Linked DNA regions of Mus musculus: all the other regions are linked to region 3. Evidence: chromatin contacts called from public HiChIP or PLAC-seq and promoter capture Hi-C data. All regions are on one chromosome and are shown on one strand. The core of a region is the stretch at or near the end of the contact, and the rest is flanking DNA. Distances in the headings are between cores, read along the strand shown.

Region 1 (2,839 bases), core at 291-2,790, 1.2 Mb after region 3:
TTTACCCGTCCAAGAGTTTTTGAAGTGAGGAGAATGGGGGACCCTAAAAACAAAATCGAAGGTCCCGTCTGGTCTACCCCACCCTGTACTTTAATTGTGCTTTTATATGAAGACTCTCAAAAAAAAAAAAATCTGTTCTTGGGGGAGAGAAGAAGAGGTTTTCTTTGGGCCCGTACCACACCCAAAAATGCTGGGAGTTAAGTTTGGACTGCCGGGGATCTACCAGCTGCAATCTACAGGAATGCGAGTGACGAAGCTCGCTGGGCTTCTGGTGGGACACCTGGCCAGGACAGGTTCCCGTAGGGTGGGGTTTCCCTGGCCCATATCAAGAAAAACCAGGTCCTTCATGATCTATAGGAATGGAGCGGAAGATCCGCCCAATCTGATCTGCGGGGTCTACCCGCACTTTTTCACGGGCGTGGCGCAAGGGCTAATGAGCTTCCCGGGCCTTGGGCGCAATGGTGGTACGGAACACAAACGAAATGTCCCCTATACAGAAAAGCTGGAGATGCCCAGGTAGACAAAACTCACCGTTTATGAAGCTGGGAAGCAGTAGAGCGAATATAGAGCTGGTTCTATCGACTAGGAAACAGAAGACACAATTGCTCAAGGTCTTTGCCTTTACAACCCCGACTTCAAAAAAAAAAAAAAATCTTCCACTCCGTAGTCTTCTATTGCCCACCTATCCCTTACACCACTCTCCGAAAAAACAACTACATACTGAGATTTTTAGTCACCCTCCCTGATCCTAACATCCCAGCGAAATTCCCACACGTGGTTCCCTAGGGAGTGGTGAGGGCTAGGAACCGCCAATAGAGTGACGGGGCCAGAGGCTAACTTTGCGCGGGAGACATCACCAACTATGAGGCTTTAGGTCATCTGGAAGAATCTAGAAGGGAGAAGCGCAGAAATGGCTCTCGCCATTATTGGGCCTCAGGGGTGGGGGGTGGGAGGGAATGGTGGGCGAAAGTCAGAGATTCGGAAAGCGTGGTGGAAGTTACAAAAGACTGAGCCCTGCCAGTCTGAGAATATTTCCTTCACATTTTAGAGAATTCTTTAGCTCTAAAGCGTCTCGCCTTGCCCATACACCTCCGTTTAGTACAGAGCCATCTAAGACCCTGAAGGCCCCAGTCATTCGCTTATCAGTATTCTCTGAGGTTCACACTTTTATCACCCGCCGGAGTTTGCCACTCCCGAAGCTAGCTTCCCGGTGTCCAACTCTTAGGAACACCAATGTATTTTTTGAGCTCATCATCCTTAAGGTCGGAGACTCCTGACGGCAGAAACTTCTCAAAAATAAATTAATCCCGTCCCTGAACATTATTCATCCCATCTACACCCGCAACTGCTTCTTTTATTAACCCAAGGTGGTCTCAGGTGAAGAATCCGAGGATTCCAGAGTGTATGTCCAGGTTTAGGTCTCAAAGTCCCAACTTACCTCTTCTCACTCCTTCAACTCGCAGCTGATCCTTCAGAAAGAGGTGGGAAAGAGGCTCAAAGTCACCTTTAGAGGCTTAGACCCACAAGACCCAACCTGCGCTTCCGTCCAGGGGAGTGGTCAGGGTCCTGTCCTTCCCCCTTCCCTCCCTCCTCCCCCCAATAACCAAGCGCAAAGCACTCTTAGACCGGAATAGCTCTCAACTCACACTAGGTTGTCCAACCCAACTCTCCAAAGCCTCAGGTTGTGGTTGCGTTGGACGCCTTAGGCAGCAGAACTCCTTTGTGCGTCCTAGACCGCCCACCTAGCTCCCAGCTTCCCTACCAGGACTTCCGGGCAGCTCCCCTTTGGAAGGAAATAGAATTTTATCAGTCCACCAGCCACGAGGCTTGAGTTGTAACCTACCAACGCGGTAAGGGTTGCGGGTCTATTTCCTGGTTTAAAGTTACGATTGCCCACTGAACGTTGTTCCATCAAAATTTTTAAACACACACCTGATTATCTTACCTGATTCGACAAAGTAATTAAGCAATCTCTATATGGTTGATATTCAGACCCACATTATGTAATTCTGCCCAAGGATCTATAGCAAATGGCGCGGAGTTCCACCCACCCATTCATTCATTCATTCATTTGTGTATTTATCTATCTACCTGTCATGATTAAGAAATAAAAAACATTGCGCTGTCACTGCACGTAGTGGCCGCACTGTTTACACAAATTACTCCAATGATGTCTACAGCAAACGGTCTCCAAGTTCAATATCCTTTACTTTTAATTCACTCTTGGCACATGGCTTTTCTTATGTCCTTTGGCTTTTCTTTGTGATCGTTGCTCCTGCTGCTGTTGTTGTTTTGTTTTTTGTTTCTTTTTAACCCACCTCCCACTTTTATCCCAGGGCACCCAAAAGGCAATGAAAAGTGGCTAGCAGGTTCCCTCCGAAGTTAAAGGTACTCCTTCGTCCCGTTCCAATGCCGTCTAATTTCCACTTTCATTTCACAACCAGACCCTTTAGGGATGTGTGACTCCAAATGCGGGACCCACTCCAAATCAATAAAACAGTAACCACTGCCAAGAAATAAAGAAGTAGAGAAAGCAGAGACTGCCTTTCCAAAGACAAAATGCACTCCAACTCAGGAGAAGTCATGTTCAGTCTCACGATTAATAGTACTAAGTGATTCACTAAAAAATAATTAACACTTTCTGAAAAATCTCCCTTCAAATAAGTCTCTGATAGCACTGACTATATATGCTCTTGCATTCCTAAATTCTGGCTAAGCCATTCATTTCACCACTGTGTTAAAAAGTAATTAAATTAGTTTTGTTAACTGTAAGATATGTATATGCTCTTCCATTTCTCTAATGTCACAGAAAAAAATTAGAAAAGTTCACAGAGGAAAA
Region 2 (2,876 bases), core at 113-2,612, 1.7 Mb after region 3:
TATGGGGTAAAGAAATGAAGAGGGGATGACGCCTTCAGTTCCAGTAACCCTCTAAAGCCAAGCTCTCTGCCCTGGAGGGTGGAATGGGAACACCTCTTACACTGCCCTGGGGTGCACCCGAAGTCTCTTTCGGACCTTGCTCATCCGGGCAGTGTTTTCTGGACCCAGGCTGCAGAAACCTCAACGCCACTAGGGGATGCAGTGACTCAAAGGACGGAACAGGGCCGCAGAGGTTGGAGCCCGTGGGGCGGGGCGACTGCGGCCCGGTCGTGGTATCTCCCGATGATTGGTCCTTACAAATGGCCCCGCCCTCGTCCGCCCAGCCTCTCTACTGGGCGTCTTCCAGCCTCTCTCCTGTGTCAGCTTGCGGCCCTCCCACCAGACCCTGTCCCAGAGACCCAAAATGTCCAGGGAAGTTGCGGCTGGGTCCACCCCGGAGGTCAGGGTTGGATATTATAGAGGGGACCGTTTTCCTCGGGTGAAAGCAGAATAAAGTAGCACCCCGAGCTAGGCGAAGAGAAAAGTTAGGCTATCGCAGCAAAGATCAAGTTAGTTGTACACGGTACTTCGGGGACCAGTGAGCCTAGGTCTCGCTAAGCCAGCTTTTTATGCATCGCGTTGTCACTAAGGTCAAAAGCACACATTGATGATATCATTAGATCCGAAAAAGACAGCTGCAACAGCTGACGCTGTTCGTTCTGGAGAGGTTTGGGAAAGCAAGCAGAGACCATAACAATAACGCGGGCGTCCGAATCAAAGCCCAGGTCCTCCGCGCGATTCAGCAGCCTCCCGGAAAGCTGGTTCGGAGGCAAATCTTCAGTTACTTCGCCATGAAACTTTTCTAATCTGTTTTACATGCACATAGCCCCTAAGCTGATATAAACTGAAAAACGTTCTGGCTTGAATCCTAATTTAAAAGTTTGCTCATTTTTAAAAAAGTATCGAAAAGTCTGCTTATGGAAATTAGCTTTATGAATGGGGCAGCCGGGTTTCACTCGTACGGAATAATCTACTGAGCCCGAATGAATCGGCTTTGCTACATTTAAAGGGCCAGAGAGCGAATTCCCTCCTGCCTGTCCCCTCTGCCCCAAGCCCGGGCGGGCCTCGCCCACCCTGCCCGCGGCCCCTCTGCCCTAGGCGGCCCTTGGCGGCGCCCCTTTCCGGTCAGTAGAGGGGCGGGAGGAGGGGCGGCGGTGTGCCGGGGTGGGTGGGGGGGATGGGATGGGGGTGGAGGTGAAGTCCTGGAGCGGGTTTGGGTTGCAGTTTCCTTGTGCTGAGGATCGTGTCCCCTCCTGCCAGCGCCAGGCTCCTCCCCCTCGGCGCGGATGACACTAGAACCTCCTTAAGTTGCGTCGCGCCACAGCTGTCTGCGAACACTGAGCTGCCTGGCGCCGTCTTGATAGTTTCAGAAAGAATGCATTCCCTGTAAAAAAAAAATACTGAGAGAGGGAGAGGAGAAAGAGAGAGAGACTGAGAGAGCGAGACATAGAGAGCTACGCAATCTGACCGGGCAGGTCACACGCCTCCTCCTCCTCCTCTACGCTCCTTGCTACTCAGGTTGGTATTGTGACTTGTGACTTTTTTTTTTTTTTTAAGTTTGATATCACTCCCTCCTCTTGGAGGGACTGTTTGTGTGTGTGTGTTTGGGGGTTTGTTTGTTTGGTTTTTTGTAAACTAAAAGCTCAGCTTTCTCCTTTTGGAGGATTTGTAGTGGTTGGAAAGATCCTGGGGCCGGTGTCCTCCAGGGAGGACTTGTCCCCAAGTTTTAATTGCTTAGTCAGTCCTGGGCTCCTGCGAGCCTGGCTGTCGGAGGTGTGCTGCGGAGCTTGGCTTCTTTCCCTCCGGGTCTTCGCGTGCGTGTGCACGTCCCGGGTGAGTCGGCCCTGCAGGAAGCTTGCGAAGACCTAGTGCCCTCCAGAATTTCAGGTGTTAAAAGTTCTTACACCTCATTCAGGTCTCTCTTTCTCTCCCTTGCAGGTGATCGGAAGAGCAACCGTCTCTGAGCGCCAAGGAATCAGTGTGCAGTGTGGTCACACTCGGATTCCTCTCTCCCTCCTTTTTTTTTTTTTTTTTTTGACCCCTTTATTCCTCCGTGTCTGCTTTTTTTTTGGGGGGGGGGATCGCCCTCATTCTTTTCTTTTTCTTCTTTCCCTTCCTTTCTTTTGCTAAACTATCCCGCAAAGATTTTTCTTTCCTCCCTAAACCCTCCTTTTTGCTCTCCTTTTCTATACCCTTAACTGCAAACAAACCATTAAACGACCCCTCTCCTGGGCCTCCGACGGCAGGAGTCCGCGGACCTCCCAGGCCGACAGCCCTCCCTCTACCCGCGAGGGTTCCGGGCCGGGCGAGAGGGCGCGAGCACAGCCGAGGACATGGAGGTGACTGCGGACCAGCCGCGCTGGGTGAGCCACCATCACCCCGCGGTCCTCAACGGTCAGCACCCAGACACGCACCACCCGGGCCTCGGCCATTCGTACATGGAAGCTCAGTATCCGCTGACGGAAGAGGTGGACGTACTTTTTAACATCGATGGTCAAGGCAACCACGTCCCGTCCTACTACGGAAACTCCGTCAGGGCTACGGTGCAGAGGTATCCTCCGACCCACCACGGTGAGTCCACCTTGGCGCTGGAACCTTTTGGATCCGCGTTTGTTTTCCTGGGTCCACGAGACCGCCAGAGACCCTGGCTGGGCAGAGCAAGCCAAAGCTCCTAAGTGTGTTACTAGTTCATTTAAAAAAAGTATCGGGGGCCCGGAAATGGGCGAGGAAGCAGTGTCGCTGGTTGGGAGAGTTCTTCTTTTTTTCTTTTTTAAATAAAAGAGCGCACGTAGCAGGCACCTCTCTTTGCCGGTGTCCTTGGGGCCAGGCACACTCAC
Region 3 (2,700 bases), core at 63-2,562:
CTTTCTTGTAAATCAGATTATAATGTTGGTGTGTTCACTTGTGTAAGGTCCACCTCCACAGTTTTATGATGGCTATTCCTGGTTTTCAACTCGACTACATCTGGAATGAACTACAATCCAGAAATGGAGGGCACACAGGATCTTGAGGCTGGAAGACACAGGCTGCTGACCCAGATCTTGACATGGAGATCATGAGACAGCCCAGGCAAGGTAGTGCACAACTTTAATCCCAGGACACTGAGGCAAGCAGTTCTCTGAGTTCAAGGCCAGCCTGGGACAAAGCAAGTTCCGGATCCAGGTGTGGAACTTGAGGACATAAAGACATTGGGAGAAAGAAGATTGACTCACTCCTCGTCACCTTCTTGCACTTACTTGACAGCATCTCTGTTGGAACCGATTTCTTCAGATTGTAGCTTAGACAGAAGACCAGATGAAACAACCTACTTCGTGGGACAGAGCAACTACTAGATTCTTGGGTTTCCCATTCACAGCTGCCCATTGTCAGGTTAGTTGGACTGCAGAGTGTAAATCATTGCAATAAATTCATTTAATATATATAGACAGTCTATAGGTCCTCTGACTATAGAGAACCCTGACTGATACATTTTTCAGCTTGAATTCACCACCACCACCACCCTTTGCGGGGGGGGGGGGGGGTTGTTGTTATTGTTGCTGTTTTTCAAAATAGGGTTTCTGTGTAGTCCTGGCTGTCCTGGAACTCACTATATAGACCAGGCAGGCTTTGAACTCAGAAATCTCTGTCTCTGCCTCTCAAGGGCTGAGATTAAAGGCATGGGTCACAACTGTCCAGCTATAGCTTGAAATAATTTTTACATGCAACCAAAAATATGGGGAAAACATATTTACACAAAGCCCTGGTTTCTCTGACCTTTCTTTTGCCATTTGCTGCATTTTTATTCCAAGCGAGCAAGGTTTATAGTGTTTACATTCTTTCTCTGAAGACCTAGCTCAGTGTGTGTTTTTAATGCTATTAGATTCTGCAACATCTCGCCTGCAAATTTATTTCCACCATTTAGTATATAAGGGAATAGTTGGGAGTGAATACCTGGAGCCTAGTAGGGGATTCGGCTCCTACTCCAAGGTCAGAAGGCACATGAATCTCGAAACCTTGTGCCAATGGCGCCATCTCTTGGCCGGCAGAGAGGAGATGCAATGTAGTCCTCCCGTCAGCAGGGTGCAGTGCGAGCCGGAGAGTGCAGCTTTGCTTCCGCGAGTCACACGCAGGCGCAGACGTGGACTCCCGGCAGCCTCCGCTCTCTTACCCCGCGCGGTGCATCCCTTTGCGGACTCCGTGGAGGCTCGGCGCTGCGGCGGACTCCGGCGGTGGGCGGGCTTCCGCGCAGGGCGGCCGGGCTCCGCGCTGCCGCCGCCGTGGCCCATGGGCACAATCGTCTCGGAAGGCCGGGTGAGTGGCGCCGCGGCGGCCCTGGCAGGCGGTCTGATCCGGAACGTAGACTCGGGTGTGCGCGCCTTCACGGATGCGCTGGACGCGAGGCCGCGGCTCTAGGCCGCGCCGTGAGGGGCGCGGGGATGCGGGCGGGGCACCCCGAGCTGCCCGGGGGGTTCCCAGCCCTCCACGTTGGGCTCCTTCAGCCTGCCACGTTCCACCGGGCCACCTAGATCCCCCCTTCACCAGTCCCGATCCTCTTGACAGTGAAGAAAGTACCTTTCTCCTCTTCATGGCCCATGCCCAGACCAAGTTGTTGGGTCGCAAGACCGCAGTAACCCAGACTGCGTCGGGCCTCAGGAATGGAGAAGCCAAAACACAAACCCCAAAACTTGTTTCCTTCCAGAGCACCTGAAGTGAAGGTTGAGGCCGTTGTCTCACCGGGACAGAGAGTGTCTGTTGTAACCCCCGGCATGCTCAGGCCTGCGCTAAGGGGAGTTTTAGCGTTCATGTCCCTCCGCTAGCTTTCGAGCTTCTTCTGCTTGGACCAGTTGTGCTCTGAATGAGTGCTGCAAGCTCAGTAAGGTGCTTCTCCAGGGGTTAGATCTCTAAGAAGCTCGTTGGAAAACCCAGGCCTGGATTGATCCGAAGAACCAGATTACAAGCTGGAAAGACCTGGAAGAGGAGTTTTATTACAAGTGGAAAGGCTGCACCTATGAGGAAGAGGGAAAGCAAGAGCAGAGAAGCGCTGTAGAGTATTCTGCAGTTTAAGGCTGTGACAGAGGATGAAGAGGGACTTAGAAGGGTGATCAGTCAGACCTTCCTTTGAGAAGTCAGGAAGGGGGGACCATTGACATAAGTTCTTGTTATAATTCTGCTTGTTCTGGGAATAGGTGAGGCCTGTCTCTCTGCAACAGGTGGCTCTTTTAAATCATGGGGACACATTTATACTGGGCTGAGCTGTAAACATTTCGAGATAACAAATTTTAGTAAATATGAGTAATGGAGCCCAGGGTGGCAATATGTCTGGAATTCCAGTGCTTGGAAGGTGCAGGCAGGAGATTAAGAGTTCCGAGGACAAGCCACACGTGGAAATCACATGTGTGATTTCCTACAGGCGTCATTTTTCTCCTACCATATGGGTTCTTGTTGACCCCCTGATTTGTTATTATGTACCTCCTCCCCCCCACCACCTGTCCCCCGCATAAATTTTTCACACATCTTTCCAACAGGGAAGAGTTCCCTCTAGTAGGTCATTCTACAAGTCTTTCAGAACAGTAGAGAAATCTGCT
Region 4 (2,761 bases), core at 69-2,568, 1.5 Mb after region 3:
CAGTAAGATGGCTCAGTGGCTAAAGGCGCTTGGTGCCAGATGTGACAACATGACTTCAATCCCAGGACCCTCAAGCTGGAAGGAAATAACCATTTACATGTGGCCCTTTGATCTCCGTATGGATGTATCTGTTTGGTGCAGCATGCACACATGCATAAACACATACACCAAAATAAGATAACAGAAATATGACGCAGTGCATGAGGGCTCAGTGGTAGAGCATTTGCCAGGCATACATAAGACATTAAACAAAACTTGTAGCACTGCTTAATAAACAACCTCTCTGGTCCCCATCGCCACCACAAGACTACCAAGAAAGTATTAATATAAAGTAGGGTGGTGTATATCTCTGATATCAACCAGCACTTGGGAAGCAGAGGCAGGTCTATCTCGTTTTTTGGCCAGCCTGGTGAGGTCCAGACCAGCCAAAGTTACATACTGAGATACTGTCTCTAAAACAAAAATATGTATCAGATAATGTACAAGAATTTTTATTAGTTCTGTTATATTGGTGGCATTTTGGCATTAATTGAAAAGATAATACGATTACTTGTTATGTTGATTACACAATTAAGTCTTCAAGGGTGAAGGTATACTGATATTCATATATTTATATAATTTACTATATGATGTAAGCAAATATGGAAAAACACTTAGCGGTCACTCCTAGGTGCGATGGACTGCACGCCTGTACCTTTGGGAACCCACATACTGAAACTATAGGATAGCAGTAGCAAGTCGGGAATGAAGCATTTATGTCATGGAGAGTTCTTCTCTCCATGAAAAAACTCGGCGACAATCTTGCCGGTGGGTACAACTATTACCTCTACTTTACCAGTAGTGGCCAAGCCCATGTCACTATTAAGCGGAGCAACTTGAGTTCCTCGTCTTGACCGACCGACCCCACCAGGGAAGTCTAAATGTAAAACCTCAGTGCTCAGCCTAGCGATTGTAAGCGATCAGTGAGTGCTTGTCTGCGACCACTTCTCGTGGAGCTGGAGGGCTTCGCGCCGAGCTGGGGAAGACTGCGCCGGAGAGGGCTCCAAGCCGAGGGAGGGGTCGCGGCCAGCCTGAGTCACTTACCTCGTCGCGGCATTGCTTTTGGCACATCTGGCAGTACCAGCGAAGCTTCTGGAGCCCTTTGGACTTAATTCTATTGGCGATGGCCTTGGGGCTCAGAAAATCCGACTTGCCCATGGCGACCCTGAGCGCTACAACTACAAAGCGGTCGGAAGCGGAACTGGCTCAGCGCGGGGACAGGCGGGACCGAAATTGACAGCAGGAAATGGGTGGGGCCAGGGAACTCGCGGCTTCGGCGCTCACGAGATTTAGCGAGACCGAGGACGCAGGCGGAGCGGGCCGGGGCGCCTGAGCTCCCGCGCACGCGCACTGAGTCCCGTCTGCCCGACCTTCAAGGCTCCACCATGTTCTCGCGGGCGAGCGTTGTCGGGCTGTCGGCCTGCGCCGTGCAGCCGCAATGGTAGGACCACATCGGGAGGGATGCGGGGGCTCGGGCTTGCTGCGAGGCAGGAGGGATGGAGCTGCATGCTCACTCCTGGCGGAAGAAGGCCCCAGCTCAGGCCGCGGGGATGTCTGCAGAGCTGGAAGGTTGCGTGCCGGACCCCTGGTAGGGGTCAAAGAGAACAAGGTCACGGTCTGATCCCCTGAGACTGGAACGGCCATCCGGGACCTCGGGACCCGGACGGGATTCGGGTTGAGCTTTGGAGCCATCTGGGTTTCGATCAACTCCGTACTTCCGCTCCGTACCCGGGAGCACAGCTTGCAAAGTCTTTAGAAAGGCCCTGAAGGTGAAGGGGCGACCGGGGAACGTTTGGTTGTAACTTTTGGCTTTGAAGCCCTGTGAAACACTGCACGGGGGAGCAGCGTGACCCTTTAAGGTGTGATGGCTTGCTTGAGCTCTTTGGTAAGGCATTCACTGTGTAGCCATCCGACTCTTTGCTGGGTACTGGAGAAACGAAGGAACTCAAAATCAGCCCCCGCCTGAACCTGCTGGTCGCCTTGGTGCTAAAGGGGTTTAAAAAAATCTGCCGATGAGGAAGAGAAAGACATTGCCATTGTCATCATGCCCTCGTGTTGAAGTACAATCTCTGCAAGGTCATAAAACTGTCCCAAGGTCCCTCGGTAGGAGGAGGAGGCCTTAATACAGTTACATTTGTTAGCCTCCATTTGATAAAGGGATACCATAAGGTTGGGCGACTTTAAATACTAATCCTCTGTGCAAAATAAAATAGTTGTATATTAGAATGCCCAGGGAAGGTCAGGTAAAACGTGACTTATGGGTGACGTTGTATAATAACATGAACTACTTTGAAGCTAGACTGCTAGAAGAACTGGTGCTAAGGAGATTGTTAACTGTGGACAGTGTTTTAGTGGTTCCTTGTTTTTATGGTACAGAGGATTATTAAGGCGCTCCAGCACTGAACTAGGGTTTTGTAACCTAGGTTAGAGAACTGCCAAGAACTAGTTGAAATAGTTCTTTCATTAAGCAAAGAATTTGTAGCAATATGCTAAGACTCCAAAGTAGTGAGGCAATTAAATACGATAGATATGAACTATGTATTGGAAGAATGTTGGTGGTGCACACCTTTGATCTCAGCAACTCAGGATGCAGAGGCAGGTGGGTGTCTGAGTTCTGGGCCAGCCTAGTCTGCAAAAGGAGTTCCAGAGAATGTGTGTGTGTGTGTGTGTGTGTGTGTGTGTGTGTGTTCGTTCAGATGTTGTTAGATTAACCTTGGAAGTC
Region 5 (2,700 bases), core at 64-2,563, 1.6 Mb after region 3:
AGAGGGCACATAAACTTATATACTGAATAGTCAATGGTAGATATGGCAGGCACAACTAAGAAATGGAGTAGTTAAATATAGCCGAAGTAGGTTTGGTTTAACTCAGTAGTCACTGGGATTGGTTTGGCTTTAATTTGAAACTTTTTTTCCTGTTCTGTAACTAGCTCTGTAGACCAGGCTGGCCTTGAACTCAGGTATCTGCCTCCCTCTGCCTGCCCAGCACTGGGATTATTAATCAGGGTCTACCAGCAGTTGCCCAAAGTGCCAGTTACTGTGGAGGCTCACTTCAGTCCCAAAAGTCTAAGGGCAGATGTTGCAACATAACAAGATTGAGACTCACGGGGGGGGGGGGGCGGGCGGGGGCGGACGACGGGATGGACGGACGGGACAACCCACTATTTCAACCAAACCTATTTATCATCTCATCACAGTTTCTGTTACCGTCAGGCAAAATGCAACTAGGGCTGGAAGAAGCCCTGGGAAAGGCAAGCAAGCATTCTCTGGACAAAACCAGTCTCAAGGATTTACAGAGTATTCGACCTCTGTAGGGAACTGCATTCTCCACGTCTTGGATAGACTACGTATTGTGACTAGTAAGACGCAAACTAGAACTAGCTATAAACTGCACTAAAATAATATCTTGCTCACTACTGGGGAAGAGGGGGGCAGTTCCCACTAATTGAACACGTAGGCATTTTTCCTTAAAACCAGCCATATTATGAAGAGCATTGAACGACACAATGAACAACATGAGTTTATTAGCTCTGATTGTTTTTTTTAGAGCCGGAGTCTTTTTCGGTTTTTCGGTGACTCTAGTTGGCCTCTAGCTTATGATTGCCTCAGCCTCCTGAGTGAACATCTTGGATTTCACTCAAACCTCCCAAGTGGCCACTATTTCATTCTGAATACTATCTTTCATCTTTTAATTTCGTTTTTACTTTTTTAGATTTAAGTAAAGGAAAACAATCGAATCCGCGTTCTGCGGAGTAGCTTATATTCCCAATTCTCTAGTTTCACACTTGAATCTCTATCAACATTATCGATGTTAAGTCCTTAACATTCCACTGCCTCCCTGGTTTGCCCCTGAACACACCGAGGGTCACCTCTTACTTTTCCATCAGCGGGGAGAGAAAGACACCGGCACCTGTTGTCAGGGAGGCGCAGACTCCACCTGCGCCCAGTCACTCGGCTTCCGGCCGGCGTCCAGGCTCTAGAGTCGATCCCGAGACGATCGCTCTCCTCCCACTGGGCGGAGCCTGGGCCGCCTATCTCTCGGCCTTCTGCTCGTACTGCCTCGCCCCGGCGGCCGTCCAGCGGGAGGCGGAGCGAGTCCAAAATGGCGGCTCTCAGGCTGGCGCGCTCCGTGCTGCTGAGGCTTTGAGGTGGTCGCTCCGGGTCGGAGGGGGGACGATTTCCCCGCCGCGGGGCCCCCAGAGAATGAATCGGGGGCTCTGCTGAGGCGAGGCGGCAGGGCTGGAGAGCAGTGGCAGCGAAGGGCTGCGGTGGCGTCCACGCAGCGGGATGTGCGAGAGTTACTCTAGGTCGTTGTTGAGGGTCTCGGTGGCGCAGATCTGCCAGGCGCTGGGCTGGGACTCGGTGCAGCTCAGCGCCTGCCACCTCCTCACCGACGTCCTGCAGCGCTATCTGCAGCAGCTGGGCCGGGGCTGCCATCGGTACTCTGAACTCTGTGAGTACTGGGGCTGGGTTGCGGGAGGGCTGCCCCAAGCCGGTCACGAGTGACACCTTTGCCCCTCCGGACCCCTTTGGGCATCCCCTGCAGGGGTGGCGTTCCGAAGCCGGCTTCGACATGGGGATCCTCTCAGACTCCGACCGTCTGGGGGGCTTCCACCGTCTCCTGCGAACTCCAGTCATCCCTTAGGTGCCTCTTCCTCATCCGCTAACTTCCCGCCACCGGCAGGGAAGCGGGGTCCCGGCTCGCAGCCACACACCCTCTCACCGATGCTGCTCCTGGACCAGTGCTTCGGTCTCTCTCATTGTCTCGGGTCGGCTGCGGCCAGAGCCACCCCCAGAATGCTCTCCACCTCGCTCACCTTGGTCTTTTGCCTCCCTTGCTCGCAAACTACTACAACTAGTTGTCACAGGCGCTCCGTCTACCGGCCGTTTCTTACAAGGCTGGCCATTCCTGAGCTCCCAAATAGACTCGTTGACAGCTCCGCTCAGTCAGGGTCGCTGCCTTTTTTTTTTTTTTTTCTCCCCTCTCTATCTGTTCGTTTCACAGACTTCGCCTACTACTTTTCAAGGCAGGTTTTGTCGATTTCGCTGAATACCTTTCAATAAGCATCTCAGTTACGCACGGCGTCCTTCCTCTATGCTCTTCTGTTAGTGTTGATCTAAGTGTGATGGGAAGCATCACTCGGTAATTTGGGAGGTTTTCCGGGTACTCAGTGTCGCAGTATGTATTAACTTTTTTTTTTCTGGTTCATGTCTCTTTAATGAGATTAAAGGCTCCTGTGTATGTTTTGGGAGTGAGTAAAGATAGCACAGTCCTCCGTGTTGCCCCTCTTCAGGGCTCCAGCCCTTTCAGGTGTGTTCTAGGAGAGTGGGGACGGTCCCACATGGAGGACTGCAGTTGAAACTAGGGCTGAATCCTGGTGGCCAAGTAATACCCAGTTTCCCTCTTGAAACTACTTATGGGATGTCCCCACAACTAGAAGCCAGCCCCACGGGAGGAACTTGAGA

Evidence for each region. Promoter capture Hi-C pulls out the DNA fragments that hold promoters and counts their contacts. HiChIP or PLAC-seq counts read pairs in DNA pulled down with a chosen protein or histone mark. Capture Hi-C pulls out chosen DNA fragments and counts their contacts.
Region 1: an H3K27ac HiChIP or PLAC-seq map of embryonic stem cells shows a contact between it and region 3, with 5 times the contacts expected there. The contact joins the promoter of Sfmbt2 here to the promoter of Rbm17 in region 3. A contact is called at or near these places in 4 of 39 promoter capture datasets (cranial neural crest, hippocampal neurons, liver and 1 more), 2 of 115 datasets of contacts at active chromatin or transcription factors (astrocytes and embryonic stem cells) and 1 of 9 other capture datasets (pancreatic islet).
Region 2: a contact with region 3 is called in an H3K27ac HiChIP or PLAC-seq map of thymic regulatory T cells, with 6 times the contacts expected there. The contact joins the promoter of Gata3 here to the promoter of Rbm17 in region 3. A contact is called at or near these places in 1 of 39 promoter capture datasets (liver) and 1 of 115 datasets of contacts at active chromatin or transcription factors (thymic regulatory T cells).
Region 4: a promoter capture Hi-C map of adipose tissue shows a contact between it and region 3, with 3 times the contacts expected there. The contact joins the promoter of Atp5c1 here to the promoter of Rbm17 in region 3. A contact is called at or near these places in 12 of 39 promoter capture datasets (the 3T3-L1 cell line, the HPC-7 cell line, HPC-7-derived erythroid cells and 7 more), 1 of 115 datasets of contacts at active chromatin or transcription factors (acute myeloid leukemia) and 2 of 9 other capture datasets (adipose tissue and liver).
Region 5: a contact with region 3 is called in a promoter capture Hi-C map of liver, with 3 times the contacts expected there. The contact joins the promoter of Taf3 here to the promoter of Rbm17 in region 3. A contact is called at or near these places in 4 of 39 promoter capture datasets (embryonic stem cells, hippocampal neurons and liver) and 1 of 484 Hi-C or Micro-C datasets (liver).

Annotation. Positions count from the first base shown.
Region 1 is chr2:10,369,152-10,371,990 of GRCm38.p6, reverse strand. It overlaps Sfmbt2 (Scm-like with four mbt domains 2), which reads right to left and starts at 1,540. Exons shown (of 23, transcript NM_001198808.1): 1 at 1,439-1,540.
Region 2 is chr2:9,877,086-9,879,961 of GRCm38.p6, reverse strand. Gata3 (GATA binding protein 3) reads left to right here and starts at 1,362. Exons shown (of 6, transcript NM_008091.3): 1 at 1,362-1,557; 2 at 1,978-2,610. The coding sequence starts at 2,373.
Region 3 is chr2:11,601,811-11,604,510 of GRCm38.p6, reverse strand. Rbm17 (RNA binding motif protein 17) reads left to right here and starts at 1,312. Exons shown (of 12, transcript NM_152824.1): 1 at 1,312-1,426.
Region 4 is chr2:10,079,067-10,081,827 of GRCm38.p6, reverse strand. It overlaps Atp5c1 (ATP synthase, H+ transporting, mitochondrial F1 complex, gamma polypeptide 1), which reads left to right and starts at 1,318. Exons shown (of 10, transcript NM_020615.4): 1 at 1,318-1,480. The coding sequence starts at 1,425. It overlaps Kin (Kin17 DNA and RNA binding protein), which reads right to left and starts at 1,216. Exons shown (of 5, transcript NM_025280.2): 1 at 1,084-1,216. The coding sequence starts at 1,197.
Region 5 is chr2:10,047,222-10,049,921 of GRCm38.p6, reverse strand. It overlaps Taf3 (TATA-box binding protein associated factor 3), which reads left to right and starts at 1,313. Exons shown (of 7, transcript NM_027748.3): 1 at 1,313-1,687. The coding sequence starts at 1,522.